2 separate regions of the Culex pipiens genome follow, and region 2 is linked to region 1. A link is a contact called in public Hi-C data. All regions are on one chromosome and are shown on one strand. The core of a region is the stretch at or near the end of the contact, and the rest is flanking DNA. Distances in the headings are between cores, read along the strand shown.

The links. A called contact is a pair of places that touch in the nucleus more often than the background predicts.
Region 2: a contact with region 1 is called in a Hi-C map of embryo, with 2.4 times the contacts expected there. The contact joins the promoter of LOC120416642 here to the promoter of LOC120416626 in region 1. A contact is called at or near these places in 2 of 3 Hi-C or Micro-C datasets (embryo and whole pupa).

The regions. Positions count from the first base shown.
Region 1 is chr2:123,373,538-123,379,742 of TS_CPP_V2, forward strand. It overlaps LOC120416626 (protein GUCD1), which reads left to right and starts at 2,472. Exons shown (of 5, transcript XM_039578433.2): 1 at 2,472-2,860; 2 at 2,919-3,042; 3 at 3,097-3,284; 4 at 5,253-5,359; 5 at 5,419-5,779. The coding sequence starts at 2,685. The coding sequence ends at 5,513. It overlaps LOC120416631, which reads left to right. Exons shown (of 1, transcript XM_039578438.2): 1 at 1-1,958. The coding sequence ends at 1,958. LOC120416625 (protein strawberry notch) reads right to left here. Exons shown (of 13, transcript XM_039578431.2): 13 at 5,618-6,205. The coding sequence ends at 6,093.
Region 2 is chr2:123,601,626-123,607,830 of TS_CPP_V2, forward strand. It overlaps LOC120416642 (RNA cytidine acetyltransferase), which reads right to left and starts at 3,089. Exons shown (of 4, transcript XM_039578452.2): 1 at 2,771-3,089; 2 at 1,085-2,708; 3 at 1-1,026. The coding sequence starts at 2,973. It overlaps LOC120416648 (asparagine synthetase domain-containing protein CG17486), which reads left to right and starts at 3,475. Exons shown (of 3, transcript XM_052708197.1): 1 at 3,475-3,608; 2 at 3,671-4,085; 3 at 4,146-5,544. The coding sequence starts at 3,549. The coding sequence ends at 5,419. LOC120416650 (transcription initiation factor TFIID subunit 7) reads right to left here. Exons shown (of 3, transcript XM_039578459.2): 3 at 5,470-6,205. The coding sequence ends at 5,545.

The DNA of each region.
Region 1 (6,205 bases), core at 1,222-3,721:
CCGGCATCGGGGCCGTCATACTCCACCAGTTCCCTGATGGCTCACTCAAGGCAGTTCAACACGCGTCAAGGTCGCTCACACCCGCTGAGCGCCACTACGGACAACCTGAAAAGGAAGCGCTCGCGTTAGTATATGCGGTAACGAAGTTCCACAAGTACCTGCTGGGACGACCCTTCACACTGCAAACTGACCACAAGCCGCTCCTGTCCATCTTCGGCTCGAAGAAGGGAATTCCACTGCACACCGCGAATCGCCTCCAACGCTGGGCACTCACGATGCTGAACTACGATTTCGAGATCCAGCATGTGTCCACGAGCGACTTCGGTTGTGCCGACATGTTGTCTCGGCTCATCGACCGTACCATCCAACCGGAAGAGGAGTACGTCGTGGCAGCACTCACACTCGAAGAGGACCTGGTAAGCATCATCGCAGACACGATCGACAAAGTGCCGGTCTCTTTCGCAGCTCTCCAAAAAGCCACTGCGACGAACGCCACACTCCAGGCCGTGGTCAAGTACATCCGCGACGGATGGCCAAGCAGCGCGGGATCGGTCACCAACTCCGAGGTTCTTCCCTACTTCCGCCGACGGGAATCGCTCAGTCTTGTCGACGGTTGCGTGATGTTCCACGACCGAGTGGTGGTTCCGAACCAGTTCCGGTCCCAGATTTTGCGACAGTTCCACCGTGGACATCCTGGAATGGTCCGCATGAAGGCGATTGCGCGCAGTTTCGTCTACTGGCCCGGACTAGACAACGAAATAGAGGATTTCGTTAAGCGATGCAACCCTTGCTCCATCGCTGGAAAAGCACCCACCAAAACGTGCTTAGAATCGTGGCCAACTCCAAGCAAGCCGTGGTCCCGGATCCACATCGACTACGCCGGTCCCGTGGATGGCGTGTACTTCCTGGTGGTGGTCGACCCATTCACCAAATGGCCCGAAGTGTACGCAACTCGAACGATGACAGCGAAGACCACCATCAAGCTGCTGACCCAGTCATTCGCTACGTTCGGTATTCCGGAGGTTATTGTTTCCGACAACGGAACCCAGTTCACTGGCCACGAGTTCAAGGAGTTCTGCACCAAGCTGGGAATTTGCCACCTTCGAACCGCTCCGTTCCACCCACAATCAAACGGATCGGCGGAACGATTTGTGGACACGCTGAAGAGAAGCCTTCGCAAAATTCGCGCGGGGGGAGAAACCCTGGAGGAAGCACTGCAGACGCTTTTGCAAGTGTACCGCTCGACCCCAACCAGCGATCTCGATGGCAAGTCTCCGGCGGAAGTGATGTTCGGCCGGCCAGTCCGGACCATTTCTGCTCTCCTTCAACCGACCAAGGACAATTCGCCAAGCACCAGCGCTAGGGCGGAGAAGCAGAACGACGCTTTTAACAAAAAGCACGGTGCGATCCAACGGATTTTCAAGCACGGCGATGCCGTCTTCGCGCAGGTCCATCGTGCCAACTCCTGGCAGTGGGAGGCTGGTACCGTGATCGAGAAGATCGGCAGAGTCAACTACAACATATTCCTCGACGACCGCCGACGCTTGATCCGTTCGCACGCAAACCAGTTGAAGACACGATTTCCCGAGACCACAGCCTCGCCAGAGCCGACGCCGCTCTCGATCTTTTTCGACGGTTTTGGATTGGCCGATGCGGTAGCAGCACCAGTGCCTGCAACTCCAGTGCCAGTTCCTGTTCCAGTTGACGACAGCGATCCGGAATTCTCGGACGACGACTCTGAAGAATCTGACGATCAGGAGCAATCCGGTTCATCCGAAGCAGAGTTCGAGGACGCAGCTGTAGAACCACCGGCACCTGCCGCTCTCCCGGCGGGACGAGCTTCTGGAGGACAAGGACATCCGGTACCTGAAGCACCTCAAGGCGCGCCAGCTGGTGGAGGACGAGGACAACGCGCAATCAAGCTTCCAGGAAGATTTTCCAACTTCTGGATGAAATAAGGGGGGAGATGTTCCATCCCCACCATCGAGCGCCCATCGCAGTAGGCTGCGCCTGTGGGTGGTGGAGAAAATTAAGTTCGGTTTCAACAACCACGCAAACCAGTACGAAATATATTCGCTCTTACGTTTTGTACTACACGTGTTTCATTCGTTTCCGGACACATCACTTTCCTTCGGACGGGGAAGTAAATGTTGGCCCCGGTCTAACTTAGAAGTTAGATCGTCAGCTCAGTCCAGGTGTAGGAGACGCGTCTCCCTGGGTCCTGTCTCGGTGGAATCGCTGGTAGGCAGTTGGACGCACAATCCAAAGGTCGTCAGTTCGAATCTCGGGGTGGATGGAAGCTTAGTTTCGAATAGGAATCTCGCAATCGAGAACGCCATGGCAATGCTGTATAAAATGTTCTATTTTTTTTTTTTATCAGATTCAGATCAGATCAGATTCTGAATAAAAAATAAATTGGGTCGCAAAGTGTTCCCCACCATTCAACGCAAAACGAAGCTCTTGTCATTTGGCCCACTCTTGTTCTTCAAAAACAGTCTTCCTCTCGGTGCACCGCAGAAGGCGACCATATCCATCGCGCGCTTTGTTGTTAATTCTGTTCCTCTGATAAGGGCTGATTCATTGTTCACATGGTGAACTAGTGAGAGGCCTAAACGCGACGAAAAAATGTATGAAAAGTGTCTCGCTCAGATTTGTGCCAGATTCAAGTGATTGATGTCGTGAAGATGTGTCCCCCCAAGACCTTGCCCGCGTTCTTTGAGCACCCGTTGGTTCACTTCCGGCAGCGTTACGACTGGGATTGTGGCCTGTCCTGCATCATTATGCTGCTGGGCCGCCAGGAAAAGCAGCAGTTCCTGGCCAATTTCAAGGAAATTTGCACAGCTGGTGGATTCGGAGAAAGGTAGGGGTCAGCAGCAGCAGTGCGTGATTGAAATTAATGCCAAGGTCTTCTATTTCAGCACATGGACTATCGACCTGTGTTATATTCTCAAGGACTTTGGCCTAAAGCATAGGTACTTGACCACGACGTTCGGGGCCAACCCGTCGCACGTGGGCAAGGAGTATTACAAGTGCTTCAATGCTGTGAGTTGAAGGTCGTCGTTTGGCTGCTGGATGTTCATGAGTTGTTTTTTGCAGGACGAGACGCGCGTAAATGAAAAGTTTGAAAACGCATCGCGGATTGGCATTCTTATTGAGATCAAGTCGGTTCAAACGTCGTTCTTGATCGAGCATTTAGCCAACCATGGTCCCATCATTATGCTGACCAACGCCTCTCTACTGCACTGTGACTTGTGCAAAGCTAACAAGCTGTCGTTGGAGCTGAGGTAAGGAACAAACAACCTTTTAGATGTCAACCTCGGAACCCTGCCTGTGACTGTCAAACAGACTCATCGATCTTCGAATTGATCAAGAACCTTGATTCACTGAGTTATTCACAACAGCAATACGGCACACCTCGTCGCGCCGTGGGTGTAATCCCATCTCTTCCGGGATAAAAAAGCGCCGTTTGAAAACGTTGGAGTGCTAGGTTCTACAAGAAACTCAGTCATAGGCTCCATGCCGCGAGCCGAAATGTGACGCAGAAAGGACGCAGGAATCTTGACGGATGAGCGTGAGCACTTGAACGGGCGGAGTACCAGGTCGATGAAAAAACAACGTATGGTGGACGACGGGGACGAACCAGCACTAGCGATGAGGGAAGTTGAGGATGCCATCAAGAAGCTGACGAACAACAAAGCAGCTGATAAAGATGTTATCGGAGCTGAACTCATCAATATGGGCTCGGACAAACTGACAGCCTGCCTACACTGGCCGATAGTCAAAGTCTGGGACACAGAACAGCTACCTGAGGAGTGGAAAGATGGAGTATGTGTCCAATCTACAGGAACAGGGACATGTTGCAATGAGAACAACCGAGCCATCACAATTCTTAACGCGGACTACAAAGTGCTTTCTCAGATCACCTTCTGTCATGTGTCGGAGCGAGCAAAGGATTTCGTTGGTACGTACTAGGCCGGTTTCATGGAGGGGAAATCGATCTCGACCGATCGCGAAGTGCTATGGAATGTCATGTACGAGAACGGCTTTCCCGGATAGCTGATCAGAATGGTGAAATCAACGATGGACGGGGAACGGTGCAGCATGAAGATTTCTGGTCCTTTGTACAACCCGATCTAATCGCGCAAGTTACTGCGACGGTATCTCCGGCCTCTGTTTCAACATTGGGCTTGAATGTGTTAGGGGGCGGGCGGGCTTCATGCGGGGCACGAGTCCCTTAGGGCTCGCATAGGACCGATCGTGACGATCGACGGGGACGAGTTCGAGGTCGTGGAGGAGTTTATGTAGTTCGGATCGTTGATGATGTCGGATAATAACTGCAGCAGAGAAATTCGGAGGCGCATCATCACCGGTAGTCGTGCCTACTATGGACTCTCCACAAGACCTTAAGGTCTGGTCACCTTTCCCGGCGTACAAAGTGTACCATGTACGAAACGCTGATGAGACCAGTCGCTTACGACGTGGACGATGCTCGAAGAGATCCTGCAAGCGCTTGAAATTTTCGAACGGCGAGTGCTTAGCACGATCTTTGGCGACTCTACGGCAAACCAAGTATTCGGATACGGTCAGATACATCGGATGCCGGTGAAGTTGGTGTTCAATTCGGTACCGGTTGAAACGTGCAGTTGAACCGAGTGGAGGATGATCTTAAAAGTGCGGGACTTCCGCAGCAGAATTAGAGAGTAGCCCATAACCTGAGGGTTGTGCGAACAGTAAAAGTAAAGTAAGTTAAGTGTTCGGAAGTTGAACTGTGCACACCGACTCGAGTAGGGTAGGTTGGACAATACGGCGGCTATTCCGGTACGGCGTACTACAACATACTGATAATCACCGAGAAGACCTACAATGTTTTCAGGACCATTTCGTCGATTATACCAGCAGCATATCGTCTATCGTTCAAAGAAGGATTCCATCAGCCTGGACGTCGTAGATCGCTGTTCATGAAGCCGTGCTAATACTTCAAGCCTTCGAGATTGAACTGGAGGTGTGACTCCCACAATGTAGTTCCGGTAGCTCGTAACCTTATTATCAAGGAAGAGATGGGTTTGCTACCTTCGCAACTGTTTGTAAATCACTGAATCTGGTTGACTTACCAGACATGAGTTGCCACAGCTTTGCCACCACAAGGAATGGTCCGAGTCGATGTTCGCTACACGATAGGTTCTGACGTCAATCATGTCCGAGATGTTTGAGGGCCATTTTCTTTCGTCTGTACAAATTTTATTCGTTTTCAGGTCCTGCTTGGGTTTGAAACCTGCCTACATGGGCCACTACATCGTGCTGTGCGGGTACGATCAAAGGATAAACAAGTTTCTCTACAGAAACCCCGCCTTCAAAGACAGTAAGAACCACATCGCCACCACATGTCTTCGTCGAAACTTATCGCCACGTTCGTTTCAGGAGTGTGCTTCATGTCGTTCGACGCGATGGACCGGTCGCGGCGGGTCAGCGGAACCGACGAGGATCTTATTTTAATCTACCAAAACGAGCCATGAACAACGTCGTCGGCGCGGAGCGATCCCTCATCATTTGCATTTAATTTATTCCGGCCCGAGTCGCGCAAGGATTTCGGATTCCACAGCTGCACAAACCCACAGTGTCTTCATCACAACGATTTTTTTTTATTCACTATACTGTATCATAGCAATAATAACTTATGCCCTAAAAGTCCTAGCGGGTAATTTCTACTGATGTGTGCTTTGTACATAATAGATTTTATCTCATTAAAACAAAATAAAACAAATCAGTTTACAATGCTTAACGCGTCTTCATATCATATGTTGTTCCGCGGTGAAAGAGAAACTTGCTTCCGAAAATTGTCTTTCTAAAAACGGGTGGAAATTCCTAATTTGGTTTGTTCTAAACACGACTTTCGCACTCACACACTCATACCACATTGAAAAAACTTGCGGAAAAAAACGCACACAAAACACACTATCCAAGGGGCGACGACTACAGTGTGAAGAATAAGTATGTTTGCTGCTGCTGATGCTGCTAATAATGGTAGGTTGCTACTATTTTATGACTCTTGTAAGGTGGGTAACAAGCTAGAACGAACGAACGAACGAACGAATTCACTTGACCGCAAACGACTGCTCCTCGACCTTTTCCGCGTCCGAGCTCAGATCCTTGACGAGGTGTTCTACGCAATTTTTGGGAATAAGCGTACCGACGATTTTGATCCCTT
Region 2 (6,205 bases), core at 1,839-4,338, 230 kb after region 1:
GTTCCATTCGTCGTCGGTGCCCTTGATCATAAACTGGTCCAGGTTCTCCTTCTTCAGCCGGGCGAGCTCCTTCTTTTGCTTCTTCTGCAGCTTCTTCACGTCTTCGGCGAGGTCTTCGTTGATGCTCTTGTCCAAGGCGACCAGTCCCGCACCGGTGTTGAGCTCGCTCTCGTTTGCCATTGTGCTTTCGATGGTGCTCTCCAGGATCGAGTGCACGTACTTGGTGAGCTTCTTCATGCAGTCGTAAAACTTGGCCAGCACCTGGCCGCTGGGCATGTTGAACTCTTCGGCGAGGGCGTCCATGGTCTTGTGCTGGAGGCCGATGCCGAGCAGGATGGCTTTTTGCAGCGAATCGATGTTGGCGCTGGCCATTTTGGACTGGAAGTACAGCTGGGCCAGGTCCAGGGTCAGATCCATGATCAGTTTGTACTCGACCTGGTTGCGGGTGTACATTTCTAGGCGTTGGACGTCGTGCGGCAGGAAGATTTCGTCGATCGTCGCTTGGGTGAGCTCTTGGCCGGTGATCTTGGCTGCGCGGTTGTCCAGCAGGGACAGGGCCATTCCGGTGGAGAACTTGCGGAACGATTTTCCCAACAGCTTGAGGACGCGCCTCCGGAAGTCTACGTAGTACTGGTTGAGCCAGTCGTTCGTCTCGACCTTCTCGATGCTGTGGCTGATGGGGGAAATCATAATGCACGAGTGTTCGCCGGTCAGGTCGTTCTCCTTCTGGCTCAAGTACACGGGGATGTACTTTTGGCTCTTCCAGAAGCGCAGCAAATCATTCGTAAGGCCAAACGATGTTCCGAGGTAGTCCAAATGCTCCGGTCGTCGTTCGGCTAGACGCTTAAGCAGAGTTGGAACCTTCTTCCTGGGTTCGATGACCTCCTTCAGCAGATTAACCTCGTCGTCGTCGATGCTTTGAATTCCGTTGTCCTCTTCCTGATCTTCCGGGTTATCATTGAGGGGGGCAAAGTTGCCCTCGTAGTAACTGCGCAGCAGTTTCAGCGCCCGTTTACCGTAACCCATCTGAAATAGAGAGTTACATTGAAAAATCCAAAACTTCGCCAGCAATAACCGGACTTACCCTCTGATAATTCGGATGCGTCGCAATGCGCACAATTCGCGCCCCGCTCAACTTCGGGAACTCCCGATCGCCGTACTGCTCGGCAATGTTCCACGGAATCAAATCGCCGGCACTTTTCGCACCCCGAGCGAGCGAGTTCTGCACCGACTGCGCAGAAATCTGCCCCTCCAGACAGACCTGAATCACGCACAAAATTTCCGGCAGCTGGTCCTTCTTGGTGATCGGACCGAGCAGACAGAACAAGTGATGGGCAGGGGCGTCGCTCATCATCTGGAGGTCGTTGGGGCTGTTTTTGTAGTGGGACGAGACGCAGATGGACACGACGCGCTGCAGGAACGCTTCGGCGGCCCGGTGATACGAGAAGAGTGCGTCACGATCGATGTAGTAGAGCTCGCAAGCGTCCGGGGTGGGACAGCCAGAGTTGAGGTTCGCGACTACCGAGGCGTCCAGACAGAGCAGAGAAGTTAGCCAGCTTTCGACGGGGTCGGCCGGGTTGTAACGGATTGATTCGTCCAGCTTGATCGGGGGTGGAGCGCTGTTGTCCTTTTGGATTTGCGAGAGCAGTTTGAGGCTAAGGGAGCGGCCGGTTCCTTCGTAGCCGTTGATGGTGGAGGCCATGAAGACGAGGTACGGCCCGAGCATTGCCTTTACTAGTGGGAGAGGGATGGCGGCGGCTTCGTCGATAACCAGGAGATCGGCGGCATTTAGCAGATGTGCGTCGGAAGGAGAAATGTACTGAATCGTTTGCCGGTTATTCCTTGTTACGTTGATCCTGATGATGGCCTTGTTAAAGTCCGGATTCGTAGATCGGATGATGGTGTAATCCGTGTGCTCCTGGTACTCCAGGGCGTCGAATCCCTTCATGACAAACTCGAAAAGAGTCACCAAATTCTCCGGCGACGGAGAAGTGATGTAGATATTGACATAATTGAACGCAACGGCCGCCGAAATGGCCAGTCCCATGGCGGCGGACTTACCACGACCACGTCCGGCAGTCAACGATGTCGGTGGCTTCAGCTGTTTCTCCGCCAGAGCGTCAATAAACTGCGCGACGGCCTTGGCCTGGTCGTGAGTTTTGCAAATGTTGACCAGCGGCCCTGCCGGTGGCGTATCCGAGAGGCTCTCCTTCAGCTCTTCGAGCATTTCATCGTTGGCACTCTTACGAATCGCGTTGGCCTCAACCGGTCTCACCTCAGCGGTTTTCGACGACAGCGGAAGAACCGTAAGATCGTCGTTCACCAGCAAACAGCGTGAACAGTCCGCAAACGAGAGGATCAACCGTTCGTTGAACCGACACGTGACATCCTGGTGGGCCTCAGTCCTGTATCGCTTGTGCACATCCATGCTCATCGTGTACAGCTGCTTCAGCGAGTTGATGGTCTTCAGCAGCAGAATGATCAACCCACCTCCCTCAACCGTCTCGACGGTTCTTGCCAACAAATTCGGCGTCAACGCCTCGAAATCCTGCAGCACACAAACGCCGTACGTTTTACCCAGAATCGTGTGCGTGTCCTTGTAGTACCTGCCGTGAATCGTGGTCGAAACCCGGAACGTATCGAACAGATCCGACTCGTTGATGTCGATCTTGCCGGCTTGAATCTTCTTCGCCCGTTTCTTCCCGTGACTAAAAGCAAAAACAATATTCCATTAAATCGCTCAGTGACCTATTTCCCCCACTAAACTCACTTCGAAATGGCCTCGTCCTTGTTCTTGTAGCACCACAGCACCGTGGGCCGCGCCTTTACGGACGCCTTCGTCAGCATATCGTACAGAATCGGCACCTGATCGCGGCCCTTGTCCCCGACCACCACGAACATGGTCCGGTGGCCGAGCTTGACGCCGTTCTCGATCATCACCCGGATGCGGTTGTCGATCTTTTTCTTGACCATTGTGGCGACGGGGGGGTGTTGGAACCAACGGGGAACCGAAATTAACTAGATTTACCGACGGGCCACGGATTTCACGTGTTTTCGAACGACACGCGCAGGCGGAATAACCAAAACAGTGCGGCGGTGTTTTGACAGTTTGGCGAGCACAGGGTGACTCTTTTTGATTGGTTGTTTTTTGCGGCACGGAGGGAAATCGATATTTAAATTTAGGATACAGACTTGTTGAAAACGGTGTACAGAAAAAATCGAAAAGAAAATACTTTAAAACTGCAGTGCAATTCTGGAGCAACATTTGAAAGGGGCGGTACGACATTGCTCTTACGGCCTTTCATTACACGCGTTTAAATTATCCAGATAAAAGGAACTAAATTTTTGCTTTTTGATCTTTGAATTAGAAATTTGGGTTTGTTCCAAAATAAATTTAAATTTTGAAATCAAAAATAAATATTTCAATTTGAATTAAATATTAAAAAAAATCATTAAACGCATGCAACCATTTGAAAAGTTCTCATGTATGTTATGTTTACAAACACTGGTCAACAAAATACAACAAAAAGTCAAAAAACGCAAAAAAAATGTGCGGAATATTTTGCTTCATTTCCAAAACGGATTTCACCGGCGCCCAAGAGGAGATCGTAAGAGACTTCAAAATAAATTAATCCGAAATAATTAAATCCCACTCCGCTCACCCTTACAGCTATCCCAATGCCAGTGCCACCTCCAGAACCGCGGTCCCGACGAGACCGGCCGGCTCGAGTTCGATTCGCGGGTGCTCCTACTCGGAACGGTCCTCTGGCAACAGGGCGCGACTCCATGCCGTCAACCCGTCGAAGATGACCGGTTCGCACTTCTCTTCAACGGGGATCTCTTCATGGACCGCCGCGATGGACCACCCGAGGACAGCGATACCCGGTGGTTGTTCCGACAGATTGTGGCCACGCGGGGTGAGGCTGAGGAGTTGCGGGAGCTTTTTGGTGTATTGAAGGGACCGTTTAGTTTGGTGCTGCTGGACAAGGTTCGCCGAAGGGTTTACTTTGGACGGGATTGCTTCGGGAGGAACTCGTTACTGGTGGCTGTTTCGAATGATGGAATCCTGGTGAGCAGTGTTCTTGGTGAGTTCTTTGGGAAATTGTTTACGATGTTTTTGTCTAATGAGATCTATGAATCAACAGGCAACAAGGTTCAGCAGAAAACAGTAGAACTACCCCCAAACGGAATCTATTACGTGGACTTGGCTGAAGACAATCTAGATCTTCACATCTTTCCGTGGAACACCAAAAAGGGAGAATCGGAATCAGCTCTAAATGTAACGTTCGAAGATCCAATTGAACTTCCATGGTTGCATTCAGTAAACAGCGAGATCAGCTTCAACTACCACGACCTTCTTAAAGATTCTAACGTGGATAGTGATCAAGTCTTCAACCTCCTTCTAAACAACCCAGCAGTCTCCAACCTTTGCAACGACCTCATCCGACTGCTTGAACAATCCGTACGTGAACGGGTCGTCAACACGCCTGCTTTCTGTCGAAAATGTCTACCCGCCCGCGATCCTTGTCCACACCCACGACTCGGAATCCTCTTCTCCGGTGGCATCGACTGCACGATCATCGCCCTTCTAGCCGATCGCTTCGTCCCGGATTCAACTCCAATCGATCTGCTCAACGTGGCCTTTGAGAAAATCGTTCGTCCAAACGGGAAGAAACATCCGTCCACCGCTCCTCCACCCATCGACTGGAACGTCCCGGATCGAGTGACGGGAAGATCCACTCTCCAGGAACTGCAACGACTACGCCCGAATCGACACTGGAACTTTGTCGAAATCAACATAACGCGCCAGGAGTTGAACGACCACAAGCGCCGCATCTCCGACCTGGTCTTCCCGCTCAAGTCCGTGCTGGACGAGTCGATCGGGGCCGCGCTGTGGTTCGCGTCGCGTGGTTACGGAACAACTGATGAAGCTGTCGGATATCGGTGTGACGCTCGGGTTCTTCTGCTGGGATCCGGTGCGGACGAACTGTTTGGCGGATACTCCCGGCATCGGGTTGCTTTCTATCGGGACGTGCGGTCAAAAGATGGTCCAAGTGACGCGGAAGTTGAGCAGGGTTTCCGGAGTTTGGCGGCGGAGTTGGAGCTCGACTGGAATCGATTGCCAAGTAGGAATTTGGCGCGGGATGATCGCGTAATCGGCGATCATGGAATCACGCCGCGGACGCCCTATCTTCAGGAGGACTTTGTAGCGTTGGTTCATGGATTGGACGCTTCCCAGAGGTGTTACTATCCGCTCGGGGCTGGAATCGGGGACAAACTCACGCTTCGCCTGTGCGGATATCGGCTGGGATTGCGAGAATCAACCTGTTTGCGGAAACGAGCGCTGCAGTTTGGCTCGAGGATCGCCGACCGAAAGCAGAATGCGGCCGACGAGTCAACGTTTCTTGCGGAAGGTTAGTTATGTCACAGATTTAACCGGAATGGCGTAGGTACTTCAAGGACGTGATATGCATTCATATAGATCGGCATTTAAAGCACAATTTTTAATAAAGAAAGTTTAAAAGTTACCTTAGAATCGAATCTTCACTGCATCATCTCCAGCTCTTGAATCTCCATCTCCTTCTCCACGATCTGGCTCATCACGCTGTCCAGATTGTCCTGCAAGCGCTGCCGCAGCGTCTGGTTCTCGATCGTACGGATCTCCTGCTCCTTCTGGATGCGCTGCGTCTTCAGATCGCTCAACTGCCGGCGCAGTTCGTACAGCCGGCTGCTCACCGTGTCCCGCGAGGACGCCATAAACTCGGACGATTCCTCGTTGTCCGAGTCCAGCCGAGAGTTGTCCCCGTACTTCGAAACCGATCCCGACTCCATCTTGCTGCGCGATCGACCGCTGCTTCCCTCGCCAGCTCCCCCGCTGAACATGCCCTTCTTGAACTCCGTGGCGCCGTGCCGATCCGACGATTGCGTGCCCTGGAACGAGCTCGAGTCCGACAGGCGACTGTCCTCGGCCTCCGCCGACAGCCGGCTACTCTCATCGATGTCGATGCTCTTGTTGATCGGATTGTCGTCCTCGTCCGAGTCCGAAACCTCCTCGCCGAAGATGTCGTGCTCGCCGACGTCCTTGTTGGCCGCGCTCTTCTTGCTTCCCTTCGAAGGACTCTTGTTCGGCGCGTTAAAGTCCTTCTTATCATCCCCACCTGTCTTGTTCGGATCTTCGTCCTCCGTAATCAAATCCCACTTGACA